Regions from separate parts of the Pan troglodytes genome. Here region 2 is linked to region 1. The links are chromatin contacts, called in public Hi-C maps. All regions are on one chromosome and are shown on one strand. Each heading gives the region's core, a stretch centred on a gene start, on an enhancer-like site or on the middle of the called end of the contact. The rest is flanking DNA. Distances are from core to core; before and after follow the strand shown.

The links. A called contact is a pair of places that touch in the nucleus more often than the background predicts.
Region 2: a contact with region 1 is called in a Hi-C map of induced pluripotent stem cells, with 1.6 times the contacts expected there. The contact joins two enhancer-like sites. A contact is called at or near these places in 3 of 7 Hi-C or Micro-C datasets (induced pluripotent stem cells and stem cell-derived neural progenitor cells).

What each region holds. Positions count from the first base shown.
Region 1 is chr12:80,519,331-80,526,094 of NHGRI_mPanTro3-v2.0_pri, forward strand. All of the region lies in intron 1 of EML4 (EMAP like 4), which reads right to left. Among named protein-coding and RNA genes, the nearest start is that of EML4, 28 kb to the right of the region's middle. Within about 2 kb of position 3,496, at least 2 of the 24 cell types and tissues checked have an H3K27ac peak or open chromatin away from gene starts, as enhancers often do. A contact at or near this core is called in induced pluripotent stem cells, where this site is marked.
Region 2 is chr12:80,840,993-80,847,756 of NHGRI_mPanTro3-v2.0_pri, forward strand. The region is part of intron 1 of LOC107973442 (a long non-coding RNA gene); the gene reads left to right. Among named protein-coding and RNA genes, the nearest start is that of PKDCC, 170 kb to the left of the region's middle. Within about 2 kb of position 4,334, at least 3 of the 24 cell types and tissues checked have an H3K27ac peak or open chromatin away from gene starts, as enhancers often do. A contact at or near this core is called in induced pluripotent stem cells, where this site is marked.

The sequences.
Region 1 (6,764 bases), core at 2,246-4,745:
CCCTTGTCTACACAGTGCTGATATTCCTCTTTTTTTGAGGCGTAGTCTTGTTCTGTCGCCCAGGCTGGAGTGCAGTGGCCCAATCTCGGCTCACTGCAAGCTCCGCCTCCCCGGTTCACACCATTCTCCTGCCTCAGCCTCCCGAGTAGCTGGGACTACAGGCGCCCACCACCATGTCCAGCTAATTTTTTTTTTTTTTTTTTTTTTTTTTAGTAGAGATGGGGTTTCACCATGTTAGCCAGGATGGTCTCAATCTCCTGACTTCGCGATCTGCCCGCCTTGGCCTCCCAAAGTGCTGGGATTACAAGCGTCAGCCACCGCGCCTGGCCGGTATTTCTATTCTAAATCTCAGCAACCTTATTTACCCGGCCACTGTTCATCTCATTAAGGAATGATCCAATGTCAAAACTGTTTTTTAAGACTGGCATAAATGATACCCCATATACTTATCCTTTAAAGCAAATGGTCTCTTTCCATGATTCCACAATAACCCACAGATGACTTTCACTTCCCTGATACATTTACCATCTGACTAGTAAATTACGGCCTCGGATTTCTGTGACGCTTCGGTTCCTTCTCTTGCTTACCCGCTCACTCTCCCAAAAGGTTACCCTCTTTTCCAACCTTTTTCACTACTGCCATTTGCAATGCTTCTTATTTTCAAATAAACTTCTCTAGATCCTTTACAGAACCTCAGTCTACCTTTTGGCTCTAATTGAAACCAACTTTTCCACACGACACCACTTCCATTCCAGCTGAGTCAAAACGGCAACTATTCTTTCTCTTATACCTCTCAACAGAAAACAGGGAGATAACAGCATTGTCCTGTCTTCTTTCTATTGCAGCACACATATAATTACTCCAAAAGTCTCCTGCAAAACCTTCCTCCTTTACTTATAACTAGGATCTAACAACTAACCTAATTATTCATCATTATCATCAATCAACTTCTCAGTCACTCTCCAAATTACATATAAGTTTTGATCTTACTATCTAATTTACCTTTTCAGCCACCATTAGCCTGGGCAAATTCCAGATCCATGTGAACATCCTAGCTGCTCTCCTCCTTAAGGAGTGAAGAGATAGCCACTACCCAATTGAATAATCCACCTCTATAACCACTCGCTTTATTACCCACAACAATTACTCATCTGAAATCTTAAAACTCATTATCTTGGCCCATAACCCCAAGCCCTTATCCTTTGTCTCTTTCACTCCTATTCCCCATCACACTTCACCCTTTAGCTTCATGGAAACTTTTGGTGTTAATATTCTTCCACTTTCTCCCCACCTATCAACCTTGTCTTGGCTTCAATGTGTTCCCTCTCCAGCCTAAACCCCCAAGATACATAACTTCAACCACTCTCACTGCAATACTTTCAACTTTTGGTCCCACACCACTCTCCTTTGTCAAGTCCTGCCTCCACCAATACCAGAACATTTTGACTGCCCAGCTTTTCTGTTTCTACACAATGGCTGCTGGGTACTGCAGAGAGAGACACAGGGAAGGAATGAGAATACATACACACAACAGAAACCACCACAAAAACCCATGGTCATCAAACCCATCTTGGTCTCTCTACATTTTCCAAGTGAACTCCAACTCCCATTGCCTCAATAACTATTCCAAATCCTCACAACTCTCTTCCAGCTTTCAATTCCACCACCTCCACCTCATACTTCTCAGAATGTGTCCTCACTTCCTCTTTCAAAGAGAAAATAGCAGACTTCAGGTAGAAATATTCCTCCCCAAATTAGCATCCTTACCACCTTTTCCTTTTAAAATTTTTCTTCTTTTTTTGTAGAGATGGAAGTCTCACTATGTTGCCCGTAAGACCAGGCTTGAACTCCTGGTCTCAAGCAATCCTCCCACCTTGGCCTCCCAAAGTGCTGGGATTACAGGTGTTAGCCACCACACCCAGCCCCTCCCAACTCATTAAAACAGGTGCCTCCTGAGTTAAACACCAAGCCTTCCCCCAGTGCTTTAGAGTGTCTCCCCTATTACTTTCTTTAGAGACATTAGGTCAATCATACATGCCCATTCTCTCTCACATCTGATCTATCCACTGGTCATTTTCCCTCAGGATAAATATATATTCACATCTCTACCAACCAAAAAAGAAAAAAAAAATTCAATTTTAAGTCAGACTCCCTCTATCTCCCTTAAGAAGTTCTGGTAGGAGCAAGCTACAGGTGTTTGGACATTCTCTTTTTCCATTACTACCTAACCTGTAGCAAACTGGTCTCTATAATTCCAGTAAAGTCACTGATAAGCAACCCTATCAACTAGGTACTTGTATTAGTACCACTTTACAAATGGGGCACACAGAAAGATTAAATAACTTGCCCAAGGATACAAACTAGTAATTGCAGGTGCCAGGATGTACACGTAGGCACTGTGACTCTGGAGCCCAGATTCTTAACCACCACCCTATGCTTCAAATTACAAACATATATATTATGCTTCTAATTCTATTTTATAAATCCTGGCTAAAGGAGTACACAAGGTTTGGGGTGGAGCACATCTGGAGTTATTTCCAAAACTGTAATTTTTGTCAATAGCTAATGACACACTTACTGGCTTAACTGACATTTATTCACTATTTTGCTACACGTTTACTGGTTTCTTCTGAAGTGCCAATAAATGATCATTCTCGAATTTTTGCTTTTTAAGATAAAATATTCACTACCAATATATATTTCACAGATATTTAAAATTACTCATTTGTAGAACAGATTCACAATTTATGTTGAGTTTACACCATTTTGTTTTTTTTCTGAAGACTATTGTTTTGGATTTACTGATATTTTCATTTAAAAAAAATTCTAGTATTTAAGCAGGTGTCTTAAATATATCTTTGCAAACAGAACTCTTATCACCTCCTGCCAATAGATGACTTGTGATTTTTATTGCCTATATCTATCTTTTTGGGGGGTTCTTTTTCTTTACCAACATCAATTTTTCTATTAACAAGTTTAAAAGATGGGGCGTGGTGGCTCATGCGTGTAAACCCAGTATTTTGGGAGGCTGAGGCAAGCGGATCACTTGAGCCCTCACAGTTGGAGACGAGCCTGGGAATATGGCAAAACCCCATCTCTACAAAACAATACGAAAATTAGCCAGGAGTGGTGGTGCGTGCCTGTGGTGCCAGCCACTCGGGAATCTGAGATGGGGGTATCACCTGATCCTGGGAGGTCAAGGCTGCAGTGATCGCACCACTGCACTTCAGCCTGGGTGACAGAGTGCGACCCTGTCTCAAAAAATAAATAAAGACACAATTTACTTCCTTAAACCAACATTTACTTTGATTCCTAGCATGGCTTTTCATTTCTGCAGGGCTCTTCTACTGTATTTATTCTATGGGCCTACAAAAACACTGAACATAAGTGAAATTTACTTTTTCAAAGTAGGGGGCACTCTTACACTAATCTCCTATTATAAAGAATGAGACTTCCCTTCTCTTTCCCACAGTAGAGGGCAGGGTGGAGGCAGGGTGGTTACTGTATTAGGTATTACAGAAAACTCTCCCAGTCTCTCTTCCACAAACTCAAGCCACAAACTCCTGCATGGGCAGAGGGGGAAGGGAAGTTACTAATTTGGTGGGTTAGATTTAGCTTTCCTTGGACCTTATTTTTAATAAGAAGGAAATTAGGTTACTGCATAGAAAACAAGGCCATCTTTCCCTTTCTCACTCCAGCTCTTTGTTAGGCTGATAACTAGATACATAAAGTAAGCCTCTAATCTTCTCGCCAGCTGCCAGATTAAGTGTAGTCAGAGCAGACATGGCAGACGGAACTCTTACCATAGTCTCACAGTCTAGATTTGTTGGTGATTGCAGCCGACTCTCAATTTATCCTTAGATCCATGTTATGGTCTCAAATTCTCCTGTTATCAGACAGTCTAAATTTTAGAAACAGATGCTGTGTCCATTATTTATCTCTTAGAACCTGGAGACAGAAGGGCTAAATGATTGGCACTCCTAACCTCAATATATACCATAAGCAAGTGTCAACAGACGGTGATCATCATTAAGCACATACTAAGTGCTAATACTTTTATATGTCCTTTTAATCTGATCTTGCAAGGTAAATATTTTTATCCAAATTCATTAATAAATCAATGTATTAATTCACTCATTAATGACTGAATGAATGCTAGGGTTCAGAGAAGTATTTGCACAAGCTTCCAAAGCTAGTAAATTTTACAAACAAGGTTCAATCTCAAATCTCTCTGATTCCAAAATTCTCAGTTAATGACCACACTCAATTTGATGAGAATAAAATACTACATCTAAGTCTGGTCAATGTATAGTATAGAAGTATGACCAATATTTAAACAATCATCAAAGATATATTTGTCTGCCATGAAAAAGGAGTAAATGATCCTCCTACAGTTGGTTAATGAAGCACTAGGTTCCACAGGGAATTCAGTTATTGAAAAATAATTAACTTTAATAACACTTGGTACAATAAAGATTGGAGAAAAAAATCTCCAATAACCTGATGCTCCATTTCCATCCAGGCTTCCTGTAGTAAATATGTAGTGTTGCAATAAAGCTCCTTGAAAAATGAGTCATCTTGAACCAAATATAATCAACAAGATAATGATTAACCAAAAGCTGGCACAAATCCTAACAGAGTAATATAATTCAAATTCAGCCTCTTAAAAGATAACTCATGTTTAATGCTGGTATCTCAGAAATGTAAGCCAATGATTGGGTTTATGGAATGGTCTATATATTGGCACAAGCATATGCAAACGTACATTTTAAATTTTTCTATGTCTTGTATTTTTATACTTAGCATTATTTACCCACAAAACCTAACAAATGGATTTCACAGTGTCAGATCTACATTTCCCACTCTATACAAAACTCTGAAAAATTATTTCTAATGTTTACTAAAATCAATTTATTTTTGCTTATTTTAGTATGGCATAAAAACTGAGTATGATACATTAAACATTATAATACTATGAATACTGTATCCTTAAAATGTAATAATGTAATCTCTCTCACACAAAATAAAATTAGTTAATAGTCGTGTAAGGCATATGCTCTAATGTTTTATCTGGTAGCATGATGAAGTTATCATATACCCTCTTACTTGCAATGAAACAAATCTAACAAATGACTAAAACAAGTTAGGAGAAATACATTCCATGGCAACAAAACAAGGCCAAGTTAACTGGCTCCTGAAGGTATAAACCCATAATTCTGACCTAAAAAATACAGCTTCTGTAATCAATGAGCTAGCTAACCATGCAACTACTTTGAAAGAACTAATAATTTTATAATATAATACTGATTACCTGATTTGGAAATAAAGCAAATTCTTTGCCAAACAATGTTGTTTGTTAGCATTTATAAGCATATTTGTAAGAAAAAAATTAACTTTTAACTCTTATCTTACACCATACACAGAAATTAATCTAAGGTAGAACATAGACCTAAAAGCCAAAGCCCTAAGGAACAAATGATAAATCAGACCATCAAGATTAAAGATCCCGGCCAAGCAGTGGCTCACTCCTGTAATCCCAGCACTTTAGGAGCTGAGACAAGTGGATTACTCGAGCCCAGGAGTTCGAGACCAGACTGGGCAACATGGTAAAAATACCGTCTCTACAAAAAATACAAAAATAAGCTAGACATGGTGGTACACATCAGTAGTCCCAGCTACTTGGGAGGCTGAGGTGAGAGGATCGCTTGAGCCCAAGAGGTGGAGGTTGGGCATCACATGAGCTACTGCACTCCAGCCTGGGCAACAGGGCAAGACCTTGTCTAAAAAAAAAAAGAAATAAAAAAGGTAAATTAAAAAGTCCTACTCAATCAAAAGATATCACTAAAAAAGTAACCAGGCAAGCCACAATGTAGGGGAAAATATTCAAAAAATATTTTCTGACAAAAAATTTGTTTCCATAGTACAAGTCAACAATGATATAAATTATCCAGTGCAAAAAAAAAAAAAAAAAAGAGAGAGAGAAAAGTGAAAAATACAGATCTGGATTAGGATTCAGGACTAGATACAAAAAAAAGAAAAGAAATATAAAGAAAATAATTGAAAAATATACAAATATACTTTGCCTAATCTTATTTAAAAGGACTTGATTTCCTTAACCAAACACCACAGGATATCCCATTTCAAATAAGCCATTAACATTACACATTAAAAATTTATGATGACTATCTTTTTGAGTATATTTATATAGGCTATAAAAACAATGATTAATAAAATTTAAAATGAGCAAACATGAATTACCCTAAAAATGGTAAAAGGGAAATTCTACAACTATTTCACAATAAAGTAATGTTAACACATTTTAAAATAAGACTGCAGGTCAGGCACAGTGTTTCAGGCCTGTAATCCCAGCACTCTGGGAGGCCAAAGGGAGAGGATCACTTGAGCCCAGGAGTTCCAGACAGTACAGGCAACACAGTGAGATCCTGTCTCTACAAAACATAAAGATACTAGCTGGGTATGGTGGTGCATGCCTGTAGTCCCAGCTACCCAGGAGTCTGAAGCAGGAAGACTGCTTGAGCCCAGGAGGTCAAGGCTGCAGTGAGCCATGATTGTGCTGCTGCACAACAGCCTAGGTGACATACCAAGACCCCACTTCATTAAAAAAAGGAAAAAAAAAAAAGAACGCCTATAATGACTCAATAGATAGATGACGAAAGTGAAAACTTAAAAGCAAAATATATCAACAATGTCCCTTTAAGAAATCTCAGAAATGAAAAAGGTCAAAACTTAAAGGAATTTAAATC
Region 2 (6,764 bases), core at 3,084-5,583, 320 kb after region 1:
GGGTGACAGCAAGATCCTGTCTCAAAAAAAAAAAAAAAAAAAAAGGCAGATTCAAGAGCTTAAACACCTACCCTTTAGGGATATCCAGCTAGAGTGGTAGAACGTGAAAGACTTTGCTCCCTCTGACATTGATAAATAGTTACAAAATCTCCTTTTTAATCATTCTTACTTTTTCATGATGGTTCACATTCCAAACATTAGAGCAAGACTGGTGTCTCACAAGGCCGGGATACCTGGCTGGCTTAGAAATTACATGGGACAATAACTCAAAAGGTGACTGAGCGGGAGGGAGGAGTGAGATGAAGAAACCAAAGAGTTAGTTCTGTGAGTACCAGGATCCAGGGAGAGGCCTGGCCAGCCTTGTTTGGCCTGGGGGCTGGCTCAGCTTCTGCATCCTAAGGAGATGCCACACCTCCACTGCCTCCCGTTCTTGTTCTTGAAGATGATGCATCTTGGAAAGTTCTCTGATGCTTGCTTTTCTTTTTTTTTTTTTGAGACAGAGTCTCGCTGCATTGCCCAGGCTGGAGTGCAGTGGCAAGATCTCAGCTCACTGCACCCTCCACCTTCCGGGTTCAAGTGATTCTCCTGCCTCACCCTTCTGAGTAGCTGGGACTTCAGGCACCTACCACCATACCCAGCTAATTTTTGTATTTTTGGTAGAGACAGGGTTTCACCATGTTGGTCAGGCTGGTCTCGAACTCCTGACCTCAGGTGATTCGCCCGCCTCGGCCTCCCAAAGTGCTGGGATTACAGGTGTGAACCACCATGCTTGGCCCTCTTAATGCTTTTTAATATTTCAAGAATGGACAGACTGTCTCCAGAGCTACACTGTCACCTTCCAGGGGTGGCCTATGTCTTCTGTCTTCTCCACACTTAGTACAGTCTGGGCACACAGAAATGCAATGATGCCAGGTGAGTGAGGCCTTTCAGTTCTAAAACAGGGTGCTTCAGGAAGTCGTGAGCTGCCTACTTCTGGAAGTGTGTGGTGATGCTGCTGTCAGCAGACGCTGGTGTAGAGGACCACTGCGGGTGGGAGGTGAGAGTGGAGGAAGGTTCGACGATCCTATCCATCCATGTAATAAACATCTGCTGAGCACCTAATGCCTGTTGGATCCAAAGTCAGAAGCCCCCACATATATGATTTCTTTTGATTTCCACAACTAGCCTCTGGCAGAGGCATGTGATCCCAGTGGGTAGATGGAGAAACTGAGGCTCAGAAGAGCTTGTCATTTTTTTTTTTTTTTGAAAAGACGCAAGCAGCGGGGGGCAGAGTCAGTGTAGTCTGCTTTCTGCCTTCCACCACAGGCCCCTCTATCGGGCTGTGTGGAGAAATGGGCTCCAGTTCTTGCTGTGACCCTCGCTAGATGTGTGGCTTCAACAAGCTATCTGACCTCTCTGAGTTTGTTTCTTCATCTTTTTAAGGGTTGGCTTTTGGAGATTTGTCATGAAACAAAAAGAGATATTATATAAAAGTGTCTAAAACAGTGGTAGGCATGGCACAGGTTACAGTTGCTTTCTTCCTTCTGCTTCAAGATGATTTGGTTTTGTGAAGTTGACTGAGTCATCAATCTTACTCAGTTTGGGATCTTTAGGGCCTAGCAGAGAGCCGGGCATGGAGCAGACACTTAATAAATATTTGTTCAACGAATGGATACACAATGCTTATATCTACTGATGCCAACCATCTGGATACTCAAATGCTTCAACATGATGGGTTCTTGACTTTTCATCTAAATATTGGATGTCATCTTAAAATATAAGCAGCTAAAATGACCTGAAACATAAATATGAAACAGGTCTCACTGATGCAGATTCCTTGGGGGGAATGTGTAAATCAGTGAAAGTCTGCATAGGGCTGTATTTAAGGAAAGTGATTTGTTGTTTTCAAATAACTCCAGCTATGTCACCAGGTTTGTTTATTTACCATCCATCCACCCATTGATGTAATCAGTCAACAGTGGCCCAGAGGGGCTCTTTGGGTCTCCTTTAATAAATAAGGAAGAAAGATTATCTGGAGCATGTTGGTTATTTGTAGATACATAGAAGCAGCTTAACTGCTTATGGGAGCTTGGAAACAGTTCGTGCTCAAGTGTTTTGGACATTCCCCCAATATTCTGCATACACTGTTTCTGTGCCTTGTCTCTGAAGAATCTTTATGCTAATTTACGGTCATATTCTTTTCTGCTAAGGGGGTGGGAATGCAGAGAGCTTCTGTCTGTTGCCTCTGAATGTGTGCAGTGCATGTGAAGAGAAAGAGTCAACACAGGCTAGATTCCCTAGGGAGAATCTCATTCTTGATATTGGAAACAACTTACTGGACTTACAGGAGTGAAAATCCTATGAACTGGATGAGGCTGTGCTATTATTCTTGGGATGAAAGATGGATGGAAAGACTCCTTTTAGAGAAATTATTTTCGATGACTCAGGAACACTGTGATACCTTCAGGTCTACTGAAATGTACATGGCTATTTATCTCTATACTAAAATGACTCCAGCTTTCTATGCTTTTGGGATTCCTATTTGTGCTTTTGTTGCTATCTTGTGTCTTTCAGCTAACCTCACTTTTTTGATTCCCAGTATGCCTATGACTAGCAGTTCAGTATCTTTCTTCTAATTTGTTGCCTGCTTCTAATATTCCAGGGACTAAACAAAAGAAGTAATAATAACAACAACAAAAATTCGGGAGGGTAAGTCTGTTAGAGCTGTTTGTGAAGCAAGAATGAAAAGAATCCAAGTGAGTCTGAAAGGCCTTTCTGTGACTGCTTGTCATGAACTTTGGAACCCGGACATTGTGAGGTCTACAGTGGCTGTCTGGGGGTCTTTTCCACTTCCCTGTCCTTGACTGTCAGCTGGAGAGGTGATTTCAGGATTGGTGAGACACTACCGCACATATGTCTTACCATGGCAACCTCAAGGCATTCCTCTGAGGCCAGGATGTGGTTTCATTTCTAAGGGGAGTAGACTGAGGGGGAAACAGAAAAGTGTGAGGATGGCTCTCCATGAGGCATGGCCCTCAGGATCATGCTAAATGAAATGACATGTTGGTGTGTTTATCTGCAAACAGCCACATTGACTACTCACTTATTACAATTTTGAAGTTTATTAAAACAAAAAATACAGAGTCTTGCTGTGTTGCCCAGGCTGGAGTGCAGGGGCATGATCTCAGCTCACTACAACCTCCGCCTCCTGGGTTCAAGCAATTCTCGGAACTCCGGGTGTAGTGGCGCATGCTGGGATTACAGGCATGTGCCACCATACCCAGCTAGTTTTTGTATTTCTAATAGAGACAGAGTTTCACCACATTGGCCAGGCTGGTCTTGAACTCCTGAGCTCAAGAGATCTGCCTGCCTCAGCCTTCCAAAGTGCTGGGATTAAAGGCATGAGCCACTGTGCCTGGCCTGAAGCTGATTTTTTAATAGTTTGATCAGAGCTGCTTGTTTCTTGACCTCTTTCGGAGACCTTCTGGAAAATTCTGGTTTCAGAGAAGGAGCACTGAGGAATCAGGAGTCAAGAGTTGCAAACTAGGCTGGGTGCAGTGGCTCAAGTGTATATTCCCAGTAGTTTGGGAGGCCAAGGCGAGAAGATCCCTTGGGGACCAGGCCAGGAGTTCAATACCAGCCCGGGCAACATAGTGAGACTATGTCTCTTAAAAAAAAAAAAAATTAGCTAGGCATGTACCTGTAGTCCCAGCTACTTGGGAGGCTGAGGTGGGAGGATCACTTGAGCACAGGAGTTAGAGGTTACAGTGAGCTATCATTGCATTACTGCACTCTGGCCTGAATGACAGAGTGAGACCCTTTCCCAAAAAACAAGAAGCAAAGAGTTGCAGACTAGATCTTGTTCTGTGAGGTTGCTTAACCGCTCTGAATTTCAATTATAAAATGTGAGGGCATTGGTTAAACCTGCCCTTTGCTAGGATCCGTCTAATAACACCCTATATATCTTTGATTTTCTGTGAGCTCTGCAGAGCTGACCATCTCCAAGACTGGGGGAAAGTGGTTGTTTAAGGGCAGCTTCTTATAGGGAATGGCTGGGGAGCAGGGCTGTCCCCAGAGAGGTGATGGGCATTTATATAGTTTTTTCGGCATCACAGACACAGGATTAGCTTACACTAGCAACCACCTACACCCTCCCTTTGCATGAGCCTGGAGTCTGGGAGGACCTGGATGGGTGGCAGGTGGCATCAGCTCTTCACATCCATCCTTGGTTTCCCTTGGATCCCTCTCCATCACTGTCTTTATCCACCTCAGCCTCCCCCAGCTGGAGCCACAGGCAGCCCTGTCCCATTCCGGAGCCAGTTCTGACCAAGGCAGGAAATGGATGTGGAGCCTCCGCCTGCCACTGGAGGGAGGAGGGGGCTGGAATTAGGTCTCATGTTTTCAATCAGCAACAATCGCGCCTCGGTTAAACCTCAGAGGCGACGGTGGTAGCACCACTCAAAGCCTACATTAAGTCGTTTCCTCAGATGTGGGATCCAGAGGCTTAGGCACGACTCACAGGCTCCTGGGTGCCTTTCTCCTGCGCTCAAGTCTCCTTTCCTCAAATCCAAATGAGGACTGGGTGTGTCAGAGGCAGTCTGGCTGCCTGGGCAGCTCCTGAGTTCCAGAATTTCCTAATCTTCCTTACCCCCAATGGCATCTGCAGCAATTCCCAAGTCCATAATCTGACCATAGTATTGTCTGGCATTCCAGACCCTTCCTTGAGGCTCATTTGGAGGCTGGGTGCCCCTGGGACAGTGCAGCCTTCCTTCTGACTGCTGGGGATAAATAGCTCACGGTCCTACCCCAGGCCTGGACTCTGCTGGCATCTCTTCTAATCTCGGGGGTTAAGATTAGAAGAACTGTCAGTTAAGAACTACCCTGAGGAGTGGCCTCCAAAGATGGAACCATTAGCTCAGAGGCGCAACATACTTGGTTCCATAAGCCTGCCTCTTTTATGGCCCTAGGAAAGCAAGAGCAGATCAATACATGCTTTTTGAAAGAATCTCAGAGTTTGTGGCAGAACCATTCTGAGATGTGATTAGGACTTGGGACACACAGGTCTTCCTAAACTCTTCTTGAAGGACATTGATTGACCTGAACTGTAACTAATACTTGCTAAGCCAGAATCTTGGAAAAGGTAATATGAGGAAGGTTGTAGTGATAGGAGCTTTTGGTGTCTGAGGAGCAGAACTGAAAATGGAGAAGCCATGGAGGGTAGAGAATTGGTCAGGGTGTCTGCCTAGAGGCAAGTAGACGCTGATTCTAGACAACAGGTGCTGGGCCTCAGACAGTGGGGGAACAGTGTGTGCTGGGATTGGCCCTCGGAGCATGCAGCGCCCAGGCTCAGGTTTGGTGCTCCTAAGCACAGCCCTGAACCACTGCTGGCCGTGGGGCGTTCCTCTACCTCCAGGCTTCACTGTGGCTCTGCTCTGAATTTGCTATTTGACAAGGAGAGCCAGGAAGAGCAGTTCCCTCCCTTCCTCTGCCTGCGCCAACCCCATCAGCAGGCTGTGGTCAGAGGTGCCCTCCTACCCCCATTTCCATGGGTGCCCATGGGAGCAGCATTGGAGGGCAAATCCAGGAGGCCTCTCCCCACCCGGTGCCTCCATCACCCCCAGGGCTGCCTGGCCAGGCTATCTTGCTCACTTTCAGGAGAAGGATCACAGGGAAAGGAACCTCCAGAACCCTAGAAGAGAGACCTCAATGCCACAAGGAAGAGTCTGGGGCAGGGGGGACGGTGGAGGGTAGGGGAGGGAGTGAAGCCCACTTGAGCTTTTGAAAATCTTCCTCCCTTTGAGTCTTCCCCAGCCCTAAGGCTGTTGGTGGGGCATCAGCGACCCCTGCTGGCCACCACATCTGGGATTTCCTCTGCCCTCCAGACCTCCATAGCTTTCCCCTCTGCTTTCAAGCCTCCCCTTCTTCCCAGGTTGAGGATTCTCTTCTCTCCAGAGACCCCACTCCCCCTTCCCTACTAGCCTTGCCTGTCTGTCCCCAGTTTTCTTTTATCCTTTTCTTTTACATATTCCATTCCCTTTTTCTTCTGGCAGAACTCAGCTTCTGTCTTTTGGAGCCTCCCTGCAGAAAACCACCTGTAGGGAAGAGATGGATAAAGCAGTGATAAGGCACCTGGTAAAGCATAACACACAGGAATGGCCAGGGGCTCATCTGGGCTGGAACAATAGATCCCTTTAAATGTGCTATCTGTCCCTCATATTTCTTCCATTTCACTCCAAGCCGAAACAACTACAGTTTATTATTTTATTATTATTTTGAGATGGAGTCTCACTCTGTCATCCAGGCTGGAGTGTAGTGGTGTGATCTCGGATCACTGCAACCTCCACCTTCCGAGTTCAAGCAGTTCTCCCTGCCCCAGCCTCCTGAGTAGCTGGGATTACAGGTGCCCACCACCATACCCGGCTAATTTTTGTATTTTTAGTAGAGATGGGGTTTCGCCATGTTGGCCTGGCTGGTCTTGAACTCCTGACCTTAGGTGATCCGCCTGCCTTGGCCTCCCAAAGTGCTGGGATTCCAGGCGTGAGCCATCCTGCCTGGCCGAACTATGGTTTACTGAATGCCTATTCTGTGCCTGTCTCTGTGTAGGGGACATACTTTGTGCCTCACTTTGCTCCTGTCCAGAGGCACCAGTCTCATGTTGAGGCAGGAGAGGAATGGTTGTGGGAGGATGTTGGTGCAGTTGGATGTCCAGCTTGCCCTGCCCCGACCTCTCTATAACTCATGCTGGTCACAGTGATCAGGCTTTCTTTAGTCTCAGGGCACAAGAT